Regions from separate parts of the Sus scrofa genome. Here regions 2 and 3 are each linked to region 1. A link is a contact called in public HiChIP or PLAC-seq data. All regions are on one chromosome and are shown on one strand. The core of a region is the stretch at or near the end of the contact, and the rest is flanking DNA. Distances in the headings are between cores, read along the strand shown.

The links. HiChIP or PLAC-seq counts read pairs in DNA pulled down with a chosen protein or histone mark.
Region 2: a contact with region 1 is called in an H3K27ac HiChIP or PLAC-seq map of alveolar macrophages. The contact joins the promoter of MAP3K1 here to the enhancer-like site in region 1. A contact is called at or near these places in 1 of 5 promoter capture datasets (liver), 5 of 47 Hi-C or Micro-C datasets (alveolar macrophages, embryonic fibroblasts, fetal skeletal muscle and 1 more) and 1 of 2 datasets of contacts at active chromatin or transcription factors (alveolar macrophages).
Region 3: a contact with region 1 is called in an H3K27ac HiChIP or PLAC-seq map of alveolar macrophages. The contact joins two enhancer-like sites. A contact is called at or near these places in 1 of 47 Hi-C or Micro-C datasets (embryonic fibroblasts) and 1 of 2 datasets of contacts at active chromatin or transcription factors (alveolar macrophages).

The regions. Positions count from the first base shown.
Region 1 is chr16:35,540,507-35,543,583 of Sscrofa11.1, forward strand. All of the region lies in intron 2 of ANKRD55 (ankyrin repeat domain-containing protein 55), which reads right to left. Among named protein-coding and RNA genes, the nearest start is that of ANKRD55, 120 kb to the right of the region's middle. Within about 2 kb of position 1,430, at least 41 of the 83 cell types and tissues checked have an H3K27ac peak or open chromatin away from gene starts, as enhancers often do. A contact at or near this core is called in alveolar macrophages and liver, where this site is marked.
Region 2 is chr16:35,870,625-35,873,701 of Sscrofa11.1, forward strand. It overlaps MAP3K1 (mitogen-activated protein kinase kinase kinase 1), which reads left to right and starts at 1,677. Exons shown (of 20, transcript XM_003133973.5): 1 at 1,677-2,187. The coding sequence starts at 1,706.
Region 3 is chr16:35,841,777-35,844,853 of Sscrofa11.1, forward strand. No RefSeq gene overlaps it. Among named protein-coding and RNA genes, the nearest start is that of MAP3K1, 29 kb to the right of the region's middle. Within about 2 kb of position 1,550, at least 5 of the 83 cell types and tissues checked have an H3K27ac peak or open chromatin away from gene starts, as enhancers often do. A contact at or near this core is called in alveolar macrophages, where this site is marked.

The DNA of each region.
Region 1 (3,077 bases), core at 180-2,679:
GAGATTTTTGATAGGATGAGTCCATTTTCCAATGCTGATCTGACCAGCAGATGTGGAAGCCAGTCATTTCAGAGTGGATGAAAAGAAAGAGAGGTGATAACGGTACAAATGAGCATCTCATTATGGAATTGATAGGTCTTTCAGGAGTGTACATACTAAGCTTCCTAAAATAAGAACTGTGAGCAGGCAGAAAATGAAGCAAGTCTTGCCTGGATGCATTTTCTTGCTCCACTCACTGCAGTTGCCACTATGCCAGGTGACCCAGTTAGTTTGTAGAACATCCTCTAATCCGTCAGAATGGCAGTAGCAGATATTTTGAAAACCAAGGGAATCACCTTCAGCATTTTATCTCAAATGGGAACATATTCAAACACTTATTCAAATGAACTTGAGCTCCTACTTACAGGACCCGCTACATAATTTGCAAATCCCAGTGCGAAAAGAAAATGCACAGTCCTTTTCAAAAATGATTAAGTTTTTCAAGATTATGATGGCAGAATATTAAACTAAGCATGGGTGCCCTCTGAGCAAGGGACCCAGTGCAACCACACAGGTCATAGGCCCTTAAAATCAAGTCTAGTACCAAGGATCACCAAACCTTCGGTTGTCAGGTGGGCTGCTGCGGATTAAAACAGAAAACAGATGCTATCAACATCTCAGCGTTAGCCTTCCCTAGAACTTCCCCACTTCCTCACAGCCTCCAACAGGTAATCAGTTTCCACTCATGTTTTTTTCTCCTTCAAGTCCTCAGTCCATAAAGCAGTTGAAAATCACCTAAAAATACCCACCCCCAACACACACACACACACACACAGGATCCACAAAACCCCAAATCAACAATAAGAAAACCCCCACAGGATCTAAAGCCCTACAGAATTGCCTCCCTAGGACTTGCAGCTGCTGTTGAATGATGTGCCTGTGTGCGGCTTGAGCAAGTGGAAACATCATATACTAAAGCCATGGACGCTAAATACAAGGCTGTAAACCAAAACTCCGGTGAAAACCCTGTTAGAAGCCATGCCCGGAGTCCTGGCTTCACATAGTATGTACAAGTAAATTAATTTCCGGATAGTCCCTTAAAAACTGGCTGGGGGTGGGGAGCCCCAAACCAAAATAACAGCAAAAACCGAAATGGCTGTAATTGCAGAGAGAGAAGAGAAAAGCTGAGATGATAGGCAGCAAGGGCAGAATGTCTTTCTCGCTGGTGGATAATTTGATAAGGAACCTGGATTCTGAGCGGCCTCACAATGGCCTTTTTATCCGGCTCTCACGCACCACCAGCAGCCCTGGCTGGGAATCACGGGGGTGGCAGCCGTCCCCGGAAAACGGCGGCGCTCCGGCACAGGAAAGCCAGCTGATAAACTGATCTGCAGACAACGCTTCTTCCTTCCTGGGAAGCAGCCACAAAGGCAGCCAGCTGACCTCGGCCCAGTGCTTCCCCAGCCAGGGAGGGCAAGAGAGCAGCGGGGGGAGGAGAGGGAGTCGCTGGACAACCTCCCCTCCACCTCCCCCTACAGTTTCATTTGGCAAAAGCATCACAGGGAGTGATTCAGGCTGAGCCCACGCTAGGAAAGCTCGGCTCGGTATCTCTCCAAGTTGGGAGGACTGAACCGTCTCAGTGCCCCGCACCTCCCCCCCCCCCCCAGGACCCCTCGGCTGCTGGGCTGTAGCCCACAGCCTTTCAGGCCCCCACTGGCTTGGCCCTGGCTGGGAACGAGTTTGGTGGGGGGAGAACTGAACAAACTGGCATGGCCATCCCCCTCCCAGACCGTCCCCTGGGGTGGCCCCTCCCTAAGGCTTTTGGTCAGAGCAAAAAGAAACACAGACATTTGTGTCACCCTATTAGGCACACAGGACTCTGAATTGTGCATTAGGCGCAAAAGACTTATCATCTTTCCCCTGGCAGAGTGGCCCAGTAAATATAATTAAAAAGCTTTCAGGGTGTTCCTAAAATTTTCCCTCTAACTTCTCTGGCCACAGAGAACCTTAATAGTTAGTTTCTTCTCTCTTTCTTTCAAATCAAAACATCTTATTTTCATGTTATCATTTTTAAAAAGACAATTAGAAAAATTGGCAGGATGTCAGGTGGCGGATTCTGAGATGCTCCAGGCACTCCCCAGGAAGCCATGTTTTCAGGAAAGTTGACCCAGCAGCTGGTCCCTGCTGCTGTTAGATGTGAGCTTTCACTTTTTTGCTCCCCGCCAAACTTGGATTTCAATCTTAAGGGAGGCCTGAAAAGAGCTGCCTATGAAGGAAGAGGTCTGGAAAGGGGATTCCACAAGAGAGCAGAAATCCAGGGGAAGGGGAGTTAGCTCTGTGAACTTGGGGACCTCTGCCTGCTGGCTGGGGAACAGGTGGCCTCCAGGCCACTAGGCTGCAGGTGGAGCCATCAGCTGGGAGCCAGGATGTCCTTGATCTGCTTTCCAAGTTGTACATGACTCCCACAAAGGAAAGAAGGGTGGAGGGAGTCAAATCTGCTGTTTGTACATCCTGGTACGAGACACTGTCCATGGTCAGTTCACTGATCCCTTCTCCAGAGGTCTCCAAGGAGCCCATGTCTCTTAATCCTGGACTCCACGTTCCCATCTCCCATACATCTCTTACTCAGTATACTGCCATTAACAACACAGCCAGAGCTATGAGCCTCTGGCTTGAGCTCCAGAAGAAATTTCTTCCAGCTTAGCACCTACAGAGAAGAGCTTTGGAGAGCTGGATGAGGTATTCCATGGCTAAGGGCACAAAGTCCCCTAAGTTGACGCTTCTATAAATACTGCTCTATTCTGTAGTTTCCTGGTGGCTTAGCAGGTTAAGGATCTGGTGTTGCTGCTGCTGTGGCTCTGGTCACTGCTGTGACGTGAGTTCAAGCCCTGGCCGAGGAACTTCTGCATGCTGTGGGGGTGGCCAAAAGAAAACAAAAACAAACAAACAAACCAAAAACAAAAAACATTGCTCTATTCTAAGGAACAAAGCTGGTTCTTGACCTAGAGGAACAAAGAAGTTGCTGGAAAGACCCTTTGTGCCCTGTGAGGGTTTGGAAACCTAAATATATTAGCCCTGCTGAGTAAGGCTTCTGTGAC
Region 2 (3,077 bases), core at 427-2,926, 330 kb after region 1:
TGTAGCATTTGGTGGGTGTGGCAATCCGGGAAGACCTGGGAAATAACTACTGTTTGCTTTGGATGATATATTTGGCTACTATTAAAAGTGTATAATTATAGGCTAAATGTAGACTTTAAATTTTAACAGATTTATCTAAAGTTTCAAAATTTGTACCATTGGATGTAACTATCTCAAACTATCTTATGGCAGTCATTGTAGCAGTATTCAAAACACTGAGCTAATATGAAATCTGAACCCATTTAAAAAAATCCCTCGAATATCACCATCCTCCTCAGTTAACACTTACACCCAGGAAGGGGGCTCTTACTTTATCTATTTCCAAGAAGTCAAAGCAATGATTTTGTAGACAGTTTAGACTTCTGCCTAAATACATAAATACAGACAAGACAGCGCTCTCCTTTCGGTTCCTGAAGAACGTCCCTCTCTTTCCCCGCCTCCCTTAATTCCACCTTCACAAAATAAATCTAGGGACTCGGGTCCCCGGGTTGTGGCACTTTTCCCATCATAGACAAACCTGCTGGAGGAAAAAACGCGACGCAGAAGCCCGAAGCTCGAAAATCATTAACATGTAAATGGTGCCTTTTCCATTCCAAAGCACCTTATCTCCAGACGCCCCGGGGGACTGGAAGGGTTCGGAACGCCAAGTTAGGCAGCTCCGGCACTGCAGGGGTGGGGGCGGAGGGAACCCGGACGGTGGCCAGACCCTGCCGGGAAGAGAGACGTGCAGCTAGAGGCATAGGATTCGGGGAGGGCCAGAACCTGGCGGAGGACAATTATCGAGCACTTCCTGGTTCCTTCCCCAAACGTGTTTTAAGTGGTCCAATGTATATGTATCGCTGCCTTTCCCAAAGACAGTCGAGGAAAATCAAGATCTATAGAGATTCCCCTTGCTCCCTCTCGCCGCTCTCTGCCTCTCTCTAGCCCCGGGCAGGGGTAGGGCATAAGAAGGGTTTACTAAATCGGTGATTTCAGGTTATGAACAAGCTATTCCAGGAAACTTTTGTTTTATTCTTAGCACGAGTTGGGGGGAGGGAGGCAAAACATGAGGAAAGCTTAAAAAAAAAAAAAAGATTTTTCTGGTCCGCGGCACCACGTCTACTGAACGTTGGCTTTCTTTCACTTTGCAGTGGCCGACTGCCCTGGGTGCCACCTGCGCGAAGGGGGGCGGGGGTGGGGTTGGTACGCGCCGGAGTTCTCCAACTCCCACTGTAACGGACAGTGCGAATGACAGATTGCAAAGCCTCCTGCATGCTTCCCCTGCAACGCACCACACAACGAAGTTCGAACTGCAACATTCGATGGGCGAGCACGGGCCGAGACTGCTGCAGAGAGGAAACGGCGTTCCGCCGCCGAGGCTCCTCCTCTCTCCGGTGCAGCCCGGGACTACCTGGAGGCGCAGCGGGTGAGGCGCGCAAACCACAGCGCGCCCCCGACGCAGCCACCTCCAAGCCCACCTCGCTAGCCCGCGCGCGGAGCGCACAGTCAGCGCCCTCCACCTGCACCCCGTCGTCCCACCCGCCGCGCCAAACCCCGCGCGCCCGCCTGTGGGTGCAGGCCAGGCGCCCGAAGGGCCGTGCTCACGCAGTTGGCGCAGGCTGCCCTACGCTGGAGGCGCAGCGCCAACCGGTCCGCCCGCCCCCTGCACTCTCCCCGCCCCCTCCCTCCCTCGCAGGGGCCGAGCGAATGTAGCCCGCGAGAGAAAATGGCGGCGGCGGCGGGGAATCGCGCCTCGTCCTCGGGATTCCCGGGCGCCGGGGCGGCGAGCCCCGAAGCGGGCGGCGGCGGAGGGGCCCTCAAGGCCGGCAGCGCGCCCGCGGCAGCCGCGGGGCTGCTGCGGGAGGCGGGCAGCGGGGGCCGCGAGCGGGCAGACTGGAGGCGGCGGCAACTGCGCAAAGTGCGGAGTGTGGAGCTGGACCAGCTGCCGGAGCCGCCGCTTTTCCTCGCCGCCTCTCCGCCGTCCTCCTCCACTTCCCCGTCGCCAGAGCCGGCGGACGCTCCTGCGAGTGGGAGTAGTTTCCAGCCTGTGGCGGTACCACCGCCCCACGGAGCCGGGAGCCGAGGCGGCGCCCATCCTGCAGAGCCGGCGGCCGCCCCAGACAGCGGCGCCCCGAGCACCGCGGGGGCCGAGCCCGGGGAGAAGCGGATGCCCGCCGCAGAGCCACCTTCTACTGCGGCCCCTGTCGGGTGAGCTGCGGGGCCGGGAGCGTGGCGGGGACTAGGGAGGCGGTCGGTCGAGGGCAATGAATGAACCCTGGGCACCGCGAACGGCGCCGCGGGGCTCCGAGCAGCTCGGCTGCGCGCCGCTCGCCGGGACCCGAGCCCTCGGGCACCCACTTTGACCCCTACAGCATCGGGTGGCGTCTCAGACCTGGCCTGGGGGACCGGTTGGGGGCCCGGGGCGGGGACCTGCCGGAGAGTTTGTTATTGTTTGCAGACATGTGACAGTCGTGCGAGCCCTGCTGCGGGGACCGCTTGAGATAAGGTGCGGGGGGCCCAGGATGGCTTTGTGGGGCTCCCGGAATAGGGACTCTCAGAGGAGCCCCGGCGCGGGACCCTGGCGCTGTCCTCCCGGCGGGCAGCAGTACGGCGGCGGCGACCCGGGACCGGAGTCCACGGGGCGGGGGGAGCGCTGCGGGTGAGGCCCGAGCCCAAGGGCGGGTGGTGGTCAAAAAAGGGGCGGCGTAGATGGGGAGCCTTGCCTGAGGCCGGGAAGGGGGGGCAGAGGGCGGCGGAGAAAGCGGCGGGCGTCACCGCAGCCGTGACAGGCGGAGCCCCTGCTCAGGTACCGGGACCGGGCGGGGACGAAGGCGGCGCGCCCGGAGCGCGGCCGCAGAGACTCCGTGGTGGACGGCTCTGTAACGCCTGTCAAAGCGGTGCAGACCTACCGGCTGCAAACTCGCGGGGGCTTGCGGTCTTTTAGGACGTGAAGTTTTCAAATTTAGTCCCCCAAGGGGCTCCTTAGTGTCTTTGGGAATGCGGACTGCACTGCTAAGACTTAAGTGACTTCTGTTTGGAGTTTGAATTCGGCCTTTGAAGTTTGCATTTGGCGGAGGGGTGTAAGAGCCAGAACCGGA
Region 3 (3,077 bases), core at 300-2,799, 300 kb after region 1:
GTGATGGGTACACAGCTAGTCCTCAGACCACACTGAATAGGATATCGAGGTAAGAAGATATTGCACCTGTCAGGTCTTCTGACCAAAGCAAAAAGATTTAATGGACAGTAAGTAAATAAGGTTTACTTAGTATGTAGTCTGTGACTAGACCTTTTATGATTGAGTTGCTTTGACCGTAAGTATACCGTAAGCTTTCTCTGCTTATTATCCCTATCTATTTAATTAAAGTAGTACTTTAATTTGTTTTCTAATAATGTTTACATTTGACTCTGGGATTCATTTTATGCATTTTATTTGTTGATGTAATCAAGACCAGCCAACTTTCATTTATAGAATAAATAATAGAAAGATAAAATTTTTAAGTAAAAAAGAGGACAGGTCTGTTAAGTATGCTTTAAGTCTTATGATTTAGTCTTAGTTAAAAGTTGTTGCAACAAATATCAAGTAAAAAAAAAAAATCCCAGAGATCTCTAGTTCTGGTTTATCAGCACAAACCTTGGAAAATCACCTAATTGATTTCCTCACTAAATCCCTCATCTATAAAATAGGTTGAAAATTAAGTTTTCTCAAAGCATTAATGCCAAAGAATGTTAAGAAAATATATTGGTGTCTCTACATAAGTGGTTCTCAAGAGTTGTCCCAGGTGATGCCTATATGGCTAGTATGAATCCAAGGTCAGCAGCCCAGCCTCACCTGAGAACCTATTTGAGAAATTCTCAGATCCTGCCCAAGACCCACTGAATCCAAAACTCTGGGGGTGGGGTCTGGGAATTTAAGATTTTAACCAGTCCTCGGATAAATCTGATATATGTTTAAAATGTTAGAACCCCTGCTCTCTCTGTAAAGTGCAATAACAATTATTCTTAATCAGACATTCCTAATTTTAAAGAACTTTTATAATTAAGTTACATAAGTTCATAGGGCTTGTGTGGTACAAAGGTTTTTTTTAACAATAAAAAAGCAATTTAAACTGGTTCTGGATTTCCCGTTGTGGTGCAGTGGAAATGAATCTGACTAGTAACCATGAGGTTGCAGCTTCCATCCCTGGCTTACCCCTAGCCTGGGAACCGCCATATGCCCTGGGTGCAGCCCTAAAAAGCAAAAAAAAAAAAAATTGGTTCTAAGAACAAGGAGGACTGCTATCCTGGGGAATCTCTCATATTATAACACTTAGAAATGCATAACTCAAAACTAAGCTCCAAAGAAAGAACAGCAAATCTCAAGACGTAAAACGGGATGTGGGAACCCACAAGCAGAAGAACAGTGAGCAAAGGGGATGCTGTCCCAGGGGCTGGGGGTTATTGCCACACGGGGACAGAGATGTAGCCTGGACCCAATGAGGAAGGAATCTAAAACGAAGACTCCTTCATAAAGCGCACACACACACCGAGTGAAAGGAGAATTAGAAAAACTTTGCTCTCTGCCCAAGGAAGCTGGTCTCTTCCTCAGTCTCTGAGCAGAAAAAAAGAGATTCTCTAGTAGATTTCAGTCCCCAGTGGAATGTGGATTCTGATTTAACACCACTACAGGATGTGGAGATCCCAAAGTGAAACACCGGAAACTCCCGGGATCAGCGGAAGTAAAAATGAAACCTCCCCGCAGGGATGGTTCCACAGCCCGGGGTAGCAGACTGTCACCAGAAGACAAAGAGTGAAAAGGCAAGTGGGGAAAAAAAAAAAGACATTTCCAAATAAGGAAGGACAATCTACCATCCAAAAGACCCTGGCTGAAGGAGTCACTAACGATTGTACCTCAGTGAAAAGGAAATTAAACCCAGAAAGAATTTCTTACAACTCCACAATAAAATGATAACCCAAGGAGTTCCCATTGTGGCTCAGTGGATTACAAACCCGACTAGTACCCATGAGGAGGAGGGTTTGATCCCTGGCCTCACTCAGTGGGTTAAGGATCCAGTATTGCTCTGAGCTGTGGTGTAGGTCACAGACAAGGCTCAGATCCTGCATTGCTGTGGCTGCAGTGCAAGCCGGCAGCTACAGCTCCTATTCAACCTCTTGCCTGGGAACTTTCATGTGTTGCAAGTGTGGCCCTTAAAAGCCAAAAAAAAAAAAAAAAAAAAAAAAAAAGGGAAAGAAAGAAATATTATATAGCCATAAAAAGGAATGAAGTACGTACTGATTTGTGCTGCAACGTAGATAAATTTCATTATGGCAAGTGAAAGAAGTGGGACACACAAGGCCACACACTTTATGATTCCACTTATGTAAAATGTCCAGAAGAGGCAAATCCATAGAAACAGAAAGCAGACTTGTGGTTACCAAGGGCTGGGCAGAGGGAAGATGGGCAGTGACTCTTCCATGGGTACAGAGTTTGGTGTAAGATAAAAATATGGTAAAATTGGAGTTCCCATCATTGCTCAGCAGTAACAAACCTATTATTCATGAGGACGCAGGTTTGATACCTGGCCTCACTCAGTGGGTTAAGGATCCAGCGTCGCCGTGAGCTGCAGTGTAGGTCTCAGACATGGCTTTTGGAACCCACTGCCTGTGGCATAGGCTGGCAGCTACAGCTCCCATTCAGTTCTGAACTTCCATATGCCATATGCCACAAGTGTGGCCCAAAAAAGCTATATATATATATAAAATATATATTATATATGTATGTATATGTGTGTGTATACATATAGTAAAATTTATTGTGGTGATGGTTGCCCAACTCAGTGTACTAAAAACCAAAGAATTGTCCACTTTAAATGGGTGAACTGTATGGTATGTTAACTCTATCTCCCTAAGGCTGTTATAAAAAAGACATGAGTTAAAACAATACTATCCATTTATAGGAACATATCAGATGTAACTATCCACCTTATGCACATCAAATGTGTCAGGAGGTTGGCTGTAAGAGTTCCCAGGAGATGTGCAAGCAGCTCCCAGCACTTTGGTTCTCCAGCCTCAGCCTGCTTACCCCAAGCTGTCCCCTGTTTACAGTCTTGGTTCACAACTTTAAAGACATGTAAATACTCAAATAGTTTTGACCTAGTTTGGTCTTAACATTGGAGCAAGGGAACCCTCTTGCCCAACTGGTCTGTGACTTGTCTGACCTTCAGTGTTTCTTGATTG